Linked DNA regions of Macaca mulatta: region 1 is linked to region 2. Evidence: chromatin contacts called from public Hi-C data. All regions are on one chromosome and are shown on one strand. The core of a region is the stretch at or near the end of the contact, and the rest is flanking DNA. Distances in the headings are between cores, read along the strand shown. Region 1 holds the start of CENPB (centromere protein B). Region 2 holds the start of PANK2 (pantothenate kinase 2).

Region 1 (5,397 bases), core at 410-2,909, 110 kb after region 2:
CTAGGTCCTCAGCCTGTCCCCCTGGGTCACAGCCTTCCTCTCTGCCAACTGCTGGAGTTCCCCTTGGTGCTGCCCTAAGAGATTTTTAAAAACACAGTTGGCCGGGCGCGGTGGCTCACGCCCGTAATCCCAGCACTTTGGGAGGCCGAGGCCGGCGGATCACGAGGTCAAGAGATCAAGACCATCCTGGCTAACACGGTGAAACCTCGTCTCTACTAAAAATACAAAAAATTAACCGCGTGTGGTGGCGGGCACCCGTGTCCCAGCTACTCCGGAGGCTAAGGCAGGAGAATGGTGTGAACTCGGGAGGCGGAGCTTGCAGTGAACCAAGATCGCACCACTGACCTCTAATCCGGACCTGGACAACAGAGCAAGACTCCATCTCAAAACACACACACACACACACACACAAAAACAAAAAAAAAACCCAAAACAAACAAACAAAACAAAACAAAAACACACAGCTATACGTTCATTTTTTTTTTTTTTTTTTTTCCCTGAAACGGAGTCTCGCTCTTTCGCCCAGGCTGGAGTGCAGTGATGCGTTCTCGGCTCACTGCAAGCTCCGCCTCCTGGGTTCACGCCATTTTCCTGCCTCTGCCTCCCGAGTAGCTGGGACTACAGGCGCCCGCCACCACGCCCGGCTAATTTTTTTGTATTTTTTAATAGAGACGGGGTTTCGCCGTGTTAGCCAGGATTGTCTCGATCTCCTGACCTCGTGATCCACCCGCCTCGGCCTCCCAAAGTTCTGGGATTACAGGCGTGAGCCACCGTGCCCGGCCCGTTCATTGTTTTAAGAGCTTGGCATTTTAATGTTTTGCTGCAGGAGAGGGAGGCTTCAGGGATTCACACTTACATACATCCATGATGTTATTTCTGTAAAGCCCAGAAAGTGACACACCAAGATGTTATGAGTGTTTACCTGTGGGTTTTGGGATTACTAGAACTTTAAAAATGTCATTAGCACCATCAAATAGATTTACAACTGTAATGTTGATTACAAAAATAACTTAAGGGTGTAACAATAGGTTACATACGCTAGTGTTCATTCATAGTTGGAAAGCTACACAATCATTAAAAAGCGTGTTGGCAATGATACCGATATGGCAAAATTCTCACTACTTGATGCCAGGTAAAACAGCAGGAGATGCCAGATATACAGTCTATACAGCCTGATGCCAGTTTTATATAATAAATTTTAAAAAAGAAAACTACATGCGTCTAGAGAAAAGACTGGAAGGAAATGTATCAAAATGTTACCTGTGCATCTCTCTAGGTGATGTGAAAGGCGTTTTTCAACTTCTTGAATTTTTCAGTTTCCGCAAAAAAAAAAAAAAAAAAAAAAAAAAAAAGTGGGTTTTTTTACCTTAATTTAAAAAAAAAACAAAAAAACCCTGTTTCTTATCCTTTTTGAGCCGCAAGTCGCTGACCGCCGGGCGCAGTAGCGATGCACCGCGTCCCCGCCCGCGTCGCTGCCGGGTCGCCCGAGGCCGCAGCACGGGAAGGTCCCGCAGGCCGCAGCGCCCCCGCGCGGTATGTCCTGGCGGCGGGAAGGGGGTGGGCGCCGAGGGCGGGGAGGCGGTGCCGGGCGTCCCCACGCTTCCCGCGAGATCCCGCTCCGCCCGCTCCGCCCCGCTCGCCGCGCTCCCAGCTCCCCGCGCCGCGGTACTTCCTGCCTTCCGCGCCCGCGCCGCCCGCCCTCGCCTGCGCCCGTCGCCTGCCGCCCTCCGCCCGGCGACGCGCCCGCCGGCGCCCCCGGAGGTGCCCCCGGCCCGGCCGGGTCGTCGCCCAGCCGCCGCGCCCGCGAGCCGCTTTGTCTCGGGCGGGGCGCGCGGGAGAGGCCGCCAGGTGCCCCCCGCCACGGGCCCGGGCCCCCCGCCCCGGGGCGGCGGCGGCGGCGCCGGGCCCCGGGGCGGGGGGCGCGCCGGGATGGGCCCCAAGCGGCGACAGCTGACGTTCCGGGAGAAGTCACGGATCATCCAGGAGGTGGAAGAGAATCCGGACCTGCGCAAGGGCGAGATCGCGCGGCGCTTCAACATCCCGCCGTCCACGCTGAGCACGATCCTGAAGAACAAGCGCGCCATCCTGGCGTCGGAGCGCAAGTACGGGGTGGCCTCCACCTGCCGCAAGACCAACAAGCTGTCTCCCTACGACAAGCTCGAGGGCTTGCTCATCGCCTGGTTTCAGCAGATCCGCGCCGCCGGCCTGCCGGTCAAGGGCATCATCCTCAAGGAGAAGGCGCTGCGCATAGCCGAGGAGCTGGGCATGGACGACTTCACCGCCTCCAACGGCTGGCTGGACCGCTTCCGCCGACGCCACGGCGTGGTGTCCTGCAGCGGCGTGGCCCGCGCCCGCGCGCGAAACGCTGCCCCCCGCACCCCGGCGGCGCCTGCCAGCCCGGCCGCGGTGCCCTCGGAGGGCAGTGGCGGGAGCACTACTGGTTGGCGCGCTCGGGAGGAGCAGCCGCCGTCGGTGGCCGAGGGCTACGCCTCGCAGGACGTGTTCAGCGCCACCGAGACCAGTCTATGGTACGACTTTCTGCCCGACCAGGCCGCGGGGCTGTGCGGAGGCGACGGACGGCCGCGTCAAGCCACCCAGCGCCTGAGCGTCCTGCTGTGCGCCAATGCCGATGGCAGCGAGAAGCTGCCCCCGCTGGTGGCCGGCAAGTCGGCCAAGCCTCGCGCAGGCCAAGCCGGCCTGCCCTGCGACTACACCGCCAACTCTAAGGGTGGTGTCACTACCCAGGCCCTGGCCAAGTACTTGAAGGCCCTGGACACCCGAATGGCTGCAGAGTCTCGCCGGGTCCTACTGCTGGCCGGCCGCTTGGCTGCTCAGTCCTTGGACACTTCGGGCCTGCGGCATGTGCAGCTGGCCTTCTTCCCGCCGGGCACCGTGCATCCGCTGGAGAGGGGAGTGGTCCAGCAGGTGAAGGGCCACTACCGCCAGGCCATGCTGCTCAAGGCCATGGCCGCGCTAGAGGGCCAGGATCGCTCAGGCCTGCAGCTGGGTCTCACGGAGGCCCTGCACTTTGTGGCTGCCGCCTGGCAGGCAGTGGAGCCTTCGGACATAGCCGCCTGCTTTCGTGAGGCTGGCTTTGGGGGTGGCCCTAATGCCACCATCACCACTTCCCTCAAGAGCGAGGGAGAGGAAGAGGAAGAGGAGGAGGAGGAAGAAGAGGAAGAGGAGGAGGAGGGTGAAGGAGAGGAAGAGGAGGAGGAAGGAGAGGAGGAGGAGGAGGAAGCAGGGGAAGGAGAGGAATTGGGGGAGGAAGAGGAGGTAGAGGAGGAGGGTGATGTTGATGACAGTGATGAAGAAGAGGAGGAAGATGAGGAGAGCTCCTCTGAGGGCTTGGAGGCTGAGGACTGGGCCCAGGGAGTAGTGGAGGCCGGTGGCAGCTTCGGGGGTTATGGTACCCAGGAGGAGGCCCAGTGCCCTACTCTGCATTTCCTGGAAGGTGGGGAGGACTCTGATTCGGACAGTGAGGAAGAGGAGGACGATGAGGAAGAGGATGATGAAGATGAAGATGACGATGATGATGAGGAGGATGGTGATGAGGTGCCTGTACCCAGCTTTGGGGAGGCCATGGCTTACTTCGCCATGGTCAAGAGGTACCTGACCTCCTTCCCCATTGACGACCGCGTGCAGAGCCACATCCTCCACTTGGAACACGATCTGGTTCACGTGACCAGGAAGAACCATGCCAGGCAGGCGGGAGTTCGGGGTCTTGGACATCAAAGCTGAGTCACTGGACCTAGCTGTGCCCCCAACCTAGATTGGCAGCACCACCCCAGGGCAGAGGACTCTCTGGGCACCAGCTGTGCATGGAGCCAGAGTGTGGAGCCCCAGATCCTTTAGTAATGCTTCCCCTGGCCCTGCAACAGGCCTGGTCACCTCGGCTGGGCCGGGGGCTGAGTTCAGCCTCACTGCCTGCTTATTGCCTCTTTCTCAGAATCCTCTTTCCTCCCCATTTGGCCCTGGGCTCAGGGGACCAGGTGGGGCGGGTGGGGAGCTGTCCGGTGCTACCACACCGTGCCCTCAGTGGACTAACCACAGCAGCAGCCAGGGGTGGGCCCTGGAGGTTCCCGGCCGGAGAGTGCCTCTCCCCTCTGCCACCAGGTCTTTGGTGCGGGGGGGACCACAAAGCCATTCTGGGAAGGGCTCCAGAGGAAGGTCCAGCCTAGGCCCCCTGCAAGGCTGGCAGCCCCTACCCCCACCCCCCCGGGCCGCCTCGAGAAGCACAGTTTAACTCACCACGGGCTCCTGAGCCTGCTTCTGCCTGCTTTCCACCTCCCCAGTCCCTTTCTCTGGCCCTGTCCATGTGACTTTGGCCCTTGGTTTTCTCTCCAGATTGGAGGTTTCCAAGAGGTCCCCCACCATGGGAGTGACAATGGGCGCTTCCCTTTTGTGGGCAGCTGCAGGCCCCATGCCTCTCCTCCCTCTCTGGCAGGGTCCCATCCTGGGCAGAGGGGCCTGGGGCTGGGCCCAGAGTCCAGCCATCCAGCTGCTCCTTTCCCAGTTTGATTTCAATAAATCTGTCCACTCCCCTTTTGTGGGGGTGAACATTTTAACAGCCAAGGGTGCATCCTTCATGGTCTGGGCTTGCGTCTGTCTTGGGGGACATATTTGTCCTGGCTTCCTTTGGTCCTTGCTTTGGTGGGACATGGAGGCAAGTGGAGAGGGTGGCCCTGACCCGAAGAGGGGCAGGAGGAGACCTCAAGCTTGGGATCACTTGGCTGGGGCAGGAGGGAGGGAGCCATCAGTCTCTGGGGGCAAATCAATATGCACATGGGGACTAGGCCTACAGAGGCTGGTTTGAAGGCCTTTGCAGGAGTGAAGTCAGGACAGAAAGGAGTGTTGGGGCAGCTTCTGGGGTCCAGATTGGAGTTTGGAGGGGCATATAGGGCACCTTTAGTTTACCTTTGGTGCCTTAAGAGAGAGCCCTTTAGGCCTTTCAGTGATTGGCATCTCCAAGCCTGGTGGCCACCTCTGGGCACAGTGGCAGGAGGAAGGTGAAATTGCTAGGAACAGATTGCAGCCCCAAGAGGCAGAGAATGAGTTGGTCACTCCCTGTGCAGTGCCTTCCAGGGGGGCCCCAGTACAAAGATGAGGTCAGGTCCCTTTGCTGATCCTACCCTTTTTCCTTTCAGAGCCAGCCCCTCCCTACCCCTTCCTCACTGAGGCCCCAGCGGTTCCAACCAGGGAAGGGCCTGGGCTTAAGCAAGGCTGGCAGCTCTGGGCCCCAAACCGGTTTTCCCACCTCACCTGAGGCTGGCACATCACTTCTGTGTTTCCTTCCCAGCCCCAGCCCGCCCTCACCACCAAGTTTCTCCTCCAACACTGGGAATGTTAATGGGGGAGTATCCAGTTCATCTCTTGTCCCTGGCATGCCCTGGTTAT
Region 2 (5,581 bases), core at 1,911-4,410:
CCCCCCTCCCCACCTGATGCAAAACTTTTGAAGAACTGAAATATACAAATGCCTAGCTTCATCGCTAGGGATTCTGATGCAGTAAGTCTGGGACGAGGGCAAGTTTGGGAACTACACTGCTCTAGGAAATGCGTGACAGAACAAACTATAACCAGGACCACAAGAATGCCTAAGATAACCTGAATAGCTCCTTCGAGTTTCAAATGGCAACTAGTATCTATCTGCACCTTTAGACAAGTAGTGCAGTATCAGAGTAAGGCTTTCTTTTTTTTTTGAGACAGAGTCTTGCTCTGTCGCCCAGGCTGGAGTGCAGTGGCGCGATCTTGGCTCACTGCAACCTCTGCCTCCCAGGCTCAAGCAATTCTCTGCCTCAGCCTCCCAGCTAATTTTTGTATTTTTAGTAGAGACAGGGTTTCACCGTGCTGGCCAGTCTGGTTTCTGGTCTCGAACTCCTGACCTCAGGTGATCCACCCGCCTTGGCCTCCCAAAGTGCTGGGATTACAGGCGTAAACCACTGCGCCCAGCCTGCTTCTCCATCTAACAGGGGCACCCCTAGATAGTACAGAAGAAACAAATGGAAGGAAGAACAATCAGTATCCTGTTTATTCCTTTAGCAGGTCTCATACCGGAAAGATGGGTTTTCATGATTTATCAGTCAGAGAAGGCAATGAAGGGAATGACAAACATCAAACACCAGAACAAAATAGAAATCCTATAGCATGAATATGTGTCTACTTAGTTCCCTAAAAGAAGTTTCAAAACTACCTTAATTCTCCACACCAGTTTTTCTGAGTGTGGTCTTTAAGTCACCTGTATCTGAATATGAGGAGCTTAACCGGGCCCACTGAATCTGCACTTTTACCAGGTCATTCTCATGCTCAATATTTGGAAGTACTTCCACAGTAGCTAAAAATTTTCACCTCAAGTCAGTCAGTCTTGAAAAGATCAAACTTATGCTTGGTCTTAGAGCAATGAAGAAACAACTAATAGAACACAGATAATTCAGAAAAACACAGTGGTCCACAGCAAAAGCTATGAAGCCAGCAATTCTGAGTTTACACTTCTATTTCACAATGCACTAGCCCTTTGACACTGGGCAATCGTGCCCCAGTTTTCTCATCTGTAAAATGGAATACTACCACCTACCTCAGAGCCACGAGGCTAATGAGTTACCAAAGCTCTTAGAAGACTGCCAGGCCGGACACAACGGCTCACGTCTGTAATCCCAGCACTTTGGGAGGCCGAAGTGGGAAGGTCGCTTGGGACCAGGAGGAATTCAAGACCAGCCTGGGCAACACACGAGATCCCATCTCTATTTAAAAAAAAAAAAAATTAAAAATTAGCCTGGCATAGTGGCACGTGCCTTTAGTCACAGCAATGCAGGAGGCTGAAGCAGGAGGATCGCTTCAGCCCAGGAGGTTAAGGCCACAATGAGCCATGATCATGTCACTGCACTCCAGCCTGGGCAACAGAACAAGACACTGTCTCAAAAAAACAAAAAACAAACCAAAAAAACCCTTGTGGCTAATGGCTGTATTCTTATTTGCTGAATATTTGGAATTTACATCTATTTCCAATAATGTAATACAAAACCATGAAGGATCTCATATTTTGCATTGCTTCAAACTCAGGTGCTTCTCAAATAAAACTAGGTGACTGACTCTGAAAATGGCACCGGTTAAGAATCTGTTTTCCAAATCTGTTGCAAGAAGATGGAAAAAGACAAAAGAACTGAAAACTCCCAAACTTTTCACAGCATCATAGAACTACATTTAATCATCCAAATCAGAGAAGATTCAAAAAAGCAGCTGGGTGACTGGGCTAAGGTACAAGACTATCCAATAAAGATCTCACACACATCTTGCCATTCTCCCTCCCTCTCACAATCCGCATTTAAACAAGTCAATTTCCTGAAATAGGAATCTGGCAACACCCACCAAAAAGTCCAACCATATGTAAAACGGCATCATACTGTAAAGCTCCTATTACAGTATCAGGACAATTGATACTTTTAACAGCAGCAATGGCTGCCAGGCAGCGGTCCTGAATTGAAGACTTGTAAAGGGGAGAAAATACACAACACAGAAAAAGAAACCTGATAATAAAATGGGGAAACCGATTCTTTGGGAAGAGCGTATGCAACTTCCAAGGCAAAATTCAGAGAGATGGAGTTTCTCCTCAAAACAAAGAACCTTACTGCCCAGAATGCCATGGTTCTGAATCGTGAGTACCTGCAAACAGACGGAAGGAAAACGGAGGGGATATGTGGGTGAGAGATGACCTGGATTCTCATGGGAAGAAGGGCAGCCACCTTAGAGGTGCACGGAATACAGTTTTAGGCCTGTTGCAACTCAAGAGGCAGCGACCCATTTTCCAGTAAGCCCGAAATTGACGAATAAAAGGGACTTAAATATTAGACAGCAGCTCTTTGGAAGCCCACGGAAAACAAGCATTGGGGATTCAAAGGATATGGGGGGAGAGGAGGTGGAAATGAGTCAAAAGAAGCCTTCACGAGGATAAAATCATGTGACCCTCCGGAAAAGAATGCCCAAGGAGCTAAGAAAAGGGAAGACGGGACCTGGGGAAAAGCCCTCCACTTCAACAAGCGGGAAGTGCATACCAATGGGTGCGGGGGGGCCCCCGCAGGTATCGCTTTCGGAGCACACGAGGCCTCCAGACGGATGTCAGCCAAGCACCAACGACGGACCACCGTGCGGGAGCAGTGTTCGCGCGCGGGAAAAACAGCTGCGGGGCCGGAAGGGGACAGGGTGGGCCGGAAGGGGGGCAGGGCGGACCGGGAGGGCGCCCCACGGGACACTTACGCGGCCGCTTTTTCCTCAGGCTTTCGACGCGCTGGCGGGAGACCGAGGTGGGGCCGCTGTAGGAGCCCAGTCGGTCCCGCCTCGCGCCCTCCACTGAGGCCCCCACCGCGGGTACCGACGCGCTGCTCGCCCGGCGCCGCAGTGGCTCCTGCCGCCGCCCTTCGGGGCCTCCGGCCGCCTGCTCCCCACCCGACGAGACGGAGGTGGCGGAGGCCCTGCCGTGGCGCTCCATAGGCGCGCCGAGCCGGCCCGCTCCCATCCGCAGCAGCCACCGCTGCCGCCCGAGCAAGCCCCCCAGCGTCGAACTCCTCCCCTCCTCCGCGGCAGTCCAGCCGGAGCAGAGGCGCGCCCTCGGCCGGCCGCCTCTTCCGTTGCGCCAACGCGCAGGAAGCCAATCCGACGAGGCTGGGGGCGGCCCGAAGGCCTCGCGTCCAATAGACTCCCCAACTCGAGGAGGATTGACCATGCCCCCGCCCAATGAGAGGCTCCCGTGACAGGGGCGGGGAGAGGGTGGTGGAGGAGGGGATCCTGGTTCCGCGGAGGAGGAGAAGGCGGTGTAGTCCAGAAGAGAGTGATGGCGGCGCCGCCCAATGGACGCGTGGGTGGAAGGGCCCGTGCCTCCTCATCCACCCCAGCCGTCTGCCCCCACGGTGCATGCCTCTGCCCGCCCCGGGCCGCGGAACTCTCCTGAGGCGACCCCAAGTCCCACCCCGCTGCTCCGTGCAGTCCTAGTAGCTCGAGCCCTCCTCCAGCCCAGCAATGCTCCCGCAGCGTCTGGCCGCTGGTCGTCGGCAGATGAAAGGGCTTGACGCAGCTGACCTTAGCCTTTGTCCCTCGGCCTGGTTCCGCAGCTGCCGTCGAGGTCGCCAGCCCCTCCCCCAGCATGTTTGGGCTAAGCCGCCTCCTTTCCGCCTGCGTTGGAGAGAGAGGTACCAGAAGGAATGAAAGGACTGGGGCTTGTCTCCATGGCAACTGAAAGAAAGAGGTGGGTTATAAATCCTTCGCCACCCTCCTGTGGGGAAGGAGGGGAAGTGGGAGCCGGGAAGTAGAGTTGGCCTTTTGCAGGAGAGTCTGGAGCCCCTTTCTGGGTGATGCATTGGGGGACATAGGATTTGGCTGCCGCTTTGGAGCATGGAATTTTTTTTTTTTAATCATCTTCCTTTCTCTTTCGGAGAGAAAAATTGGTCACCTCCAGGCCTGAGACCCTGACCCTTCCAAGCATGCCCACTACCAAAGGCTGCCCAAGTCCGGAAGGATCCCATCCTGTTCTGTACTCCCAGGTCACTTCCTCATTCCGTCAAGTTTAACTGGACTGTGGGCTAATGAAAAGTGCCTCCCTATTAGCGGGGCGTGGTGGCCCATGCCTATAATCCCAGCTACTTGGGAAGCTGAGGCAGGAAAATCGCTTGAACTCGGGAGGCGGAGGTTTGAGTGACCTGAGATTTCGCAGCAAGAACGAAACTCCGTCTCAAAAAAAAAAAAAAAAAAAAAAAAGAGTGCCTCCCTGGGGAGACTGTAATGCCCCTTGGGCAGTGATCCTTATTCCCCTCTCCTATAATAATTGGTTGTAGCAGGATGAACAAAAAGGTTGAGCTTCACTTGTGCTTGTTGAATAGAATTCTCATGCCCACTCCACGTTAGCTCCCCTCGCTGTAGGACTAGCTCTGGAAATTTTAGCTCCTGCAGGAAGCCAACACAGGTAGATCCACAAGAGCCAAAAACAGCTGTAGCTACTCTTCTAAATCTCAGTGGCTAACATTGCCTCTCTTTCTGCCTCCTCCCCCCACCCCTCAAAAAATGTGGTCCTCCTTGACCTGAGGGAGCTTCCATCCAAGTCTGTGAGCTCTGATCATCCTGAAGAATCAAAGTATCATCATCCCTTGGCTGGCAAGATGAACTCCAACATCAAAACACTTGAAACAGTAGTATTTTTACACAATTTGCCCACTGCCTCAGCATCTCACTTAGTCCTTGCAGTAACATTTGGATGATGAGGCAACTTATCCAGAAACACAAAGCCTAGAGAATGACAGAGCCTGGATTCCTGAGAAATTCAGCTGCTGCCGGGCGCGGTGGCTCAAGCCTGTAATCCCAGCACTTTGGGAGGCCGAGACGGGCGGATCACGAGGTCAGGAGTTCGAGACCATCCTGGCTAACACGGTGAAACCCCGTCTCTACTAAAAAAAATACAAAAAACTAGTCGGGCGAGGTGGCGGGCGCCTGTAGTCCCGGCTACTCGGGAGGCTGAGGCAGGAGAATGGCGTAAAAACCCGGGAGGCAGAGCTTGCAGTGAGCTGAGATACGGCCACTGCACTCCAGCCTGGGCGACACAGCAAGACTCCGTCTCAAAAAAAAAAAAAAAAAAAAAAGAAATTCAGCTACTGCCCGCCTTATGATAACTAAAAGAAGGTGGCCAGGTGTGGTGGCTCATGCCTGTAATCCCAGCACTTTGGGAGGCCAAGGCGTGTGGATCACAAGGTAGGAGTTTGAGACCAGCCTGGCCAACACAGTGAAACCCCGTCTCTACCAAAAAAAAAAAAAAAAACCACACACACACAAAAATTAGTTGGGCGTGGTGGTGGGCACCTGTAATCCCAGCTACTTAGGAGGCTGAGGCAGGAGAATCACTTGAATCCGGGAGGTGGAGGTTGCAGTGAGCCGAGATTGTGCCACTGCACTCCATCCTGGGAGACAGAGTGGGACTCCGTCTCTAAAATAAATAAATAAGAAGGCACATCATGAGTTGGAGACCACTTCTA

Evidence for each region. A called contact is a pair of places that touch in the nucleus more often than the background predicts.
Region 1: a contact with region 2 is called in a Hi-C map of fetal cortex germinal zone, with 2.8 times the contacts expected there. The contact joins the promoter of CENPB here to the promoter of PANK2 in region 2. A contact is called at or near these places in 3 of 14 Hi-C or Micro-C datasets (CD4 T cells, fetal cortex germinal zone and liver).

What each region holds. Positions count from the first base shown.
Region 1 is chr10:80,283,141-80,288,537 of T2T-MMU8v2.0, forward strand. CENPB (centromere protein B) reads left to right here and starts at 1,660. Exons shown (of 1, transcript XM_015149436.3): 1 at 1,660-4,575. The coding sequence starts at 1,930. The coding sequence ends at 3,741.
Region 2 is chr10:80,170,152-80,175,732 of T2T-MMU8v2.0, forward strand. It overlaps PANK2 (pantothenate kinase 2), which reads right to left and starts at 3,161. Exons shown (of 7, transcript NM_001435890.1): 1 at 2,823-3,161. The coding sequence starts at 3,120.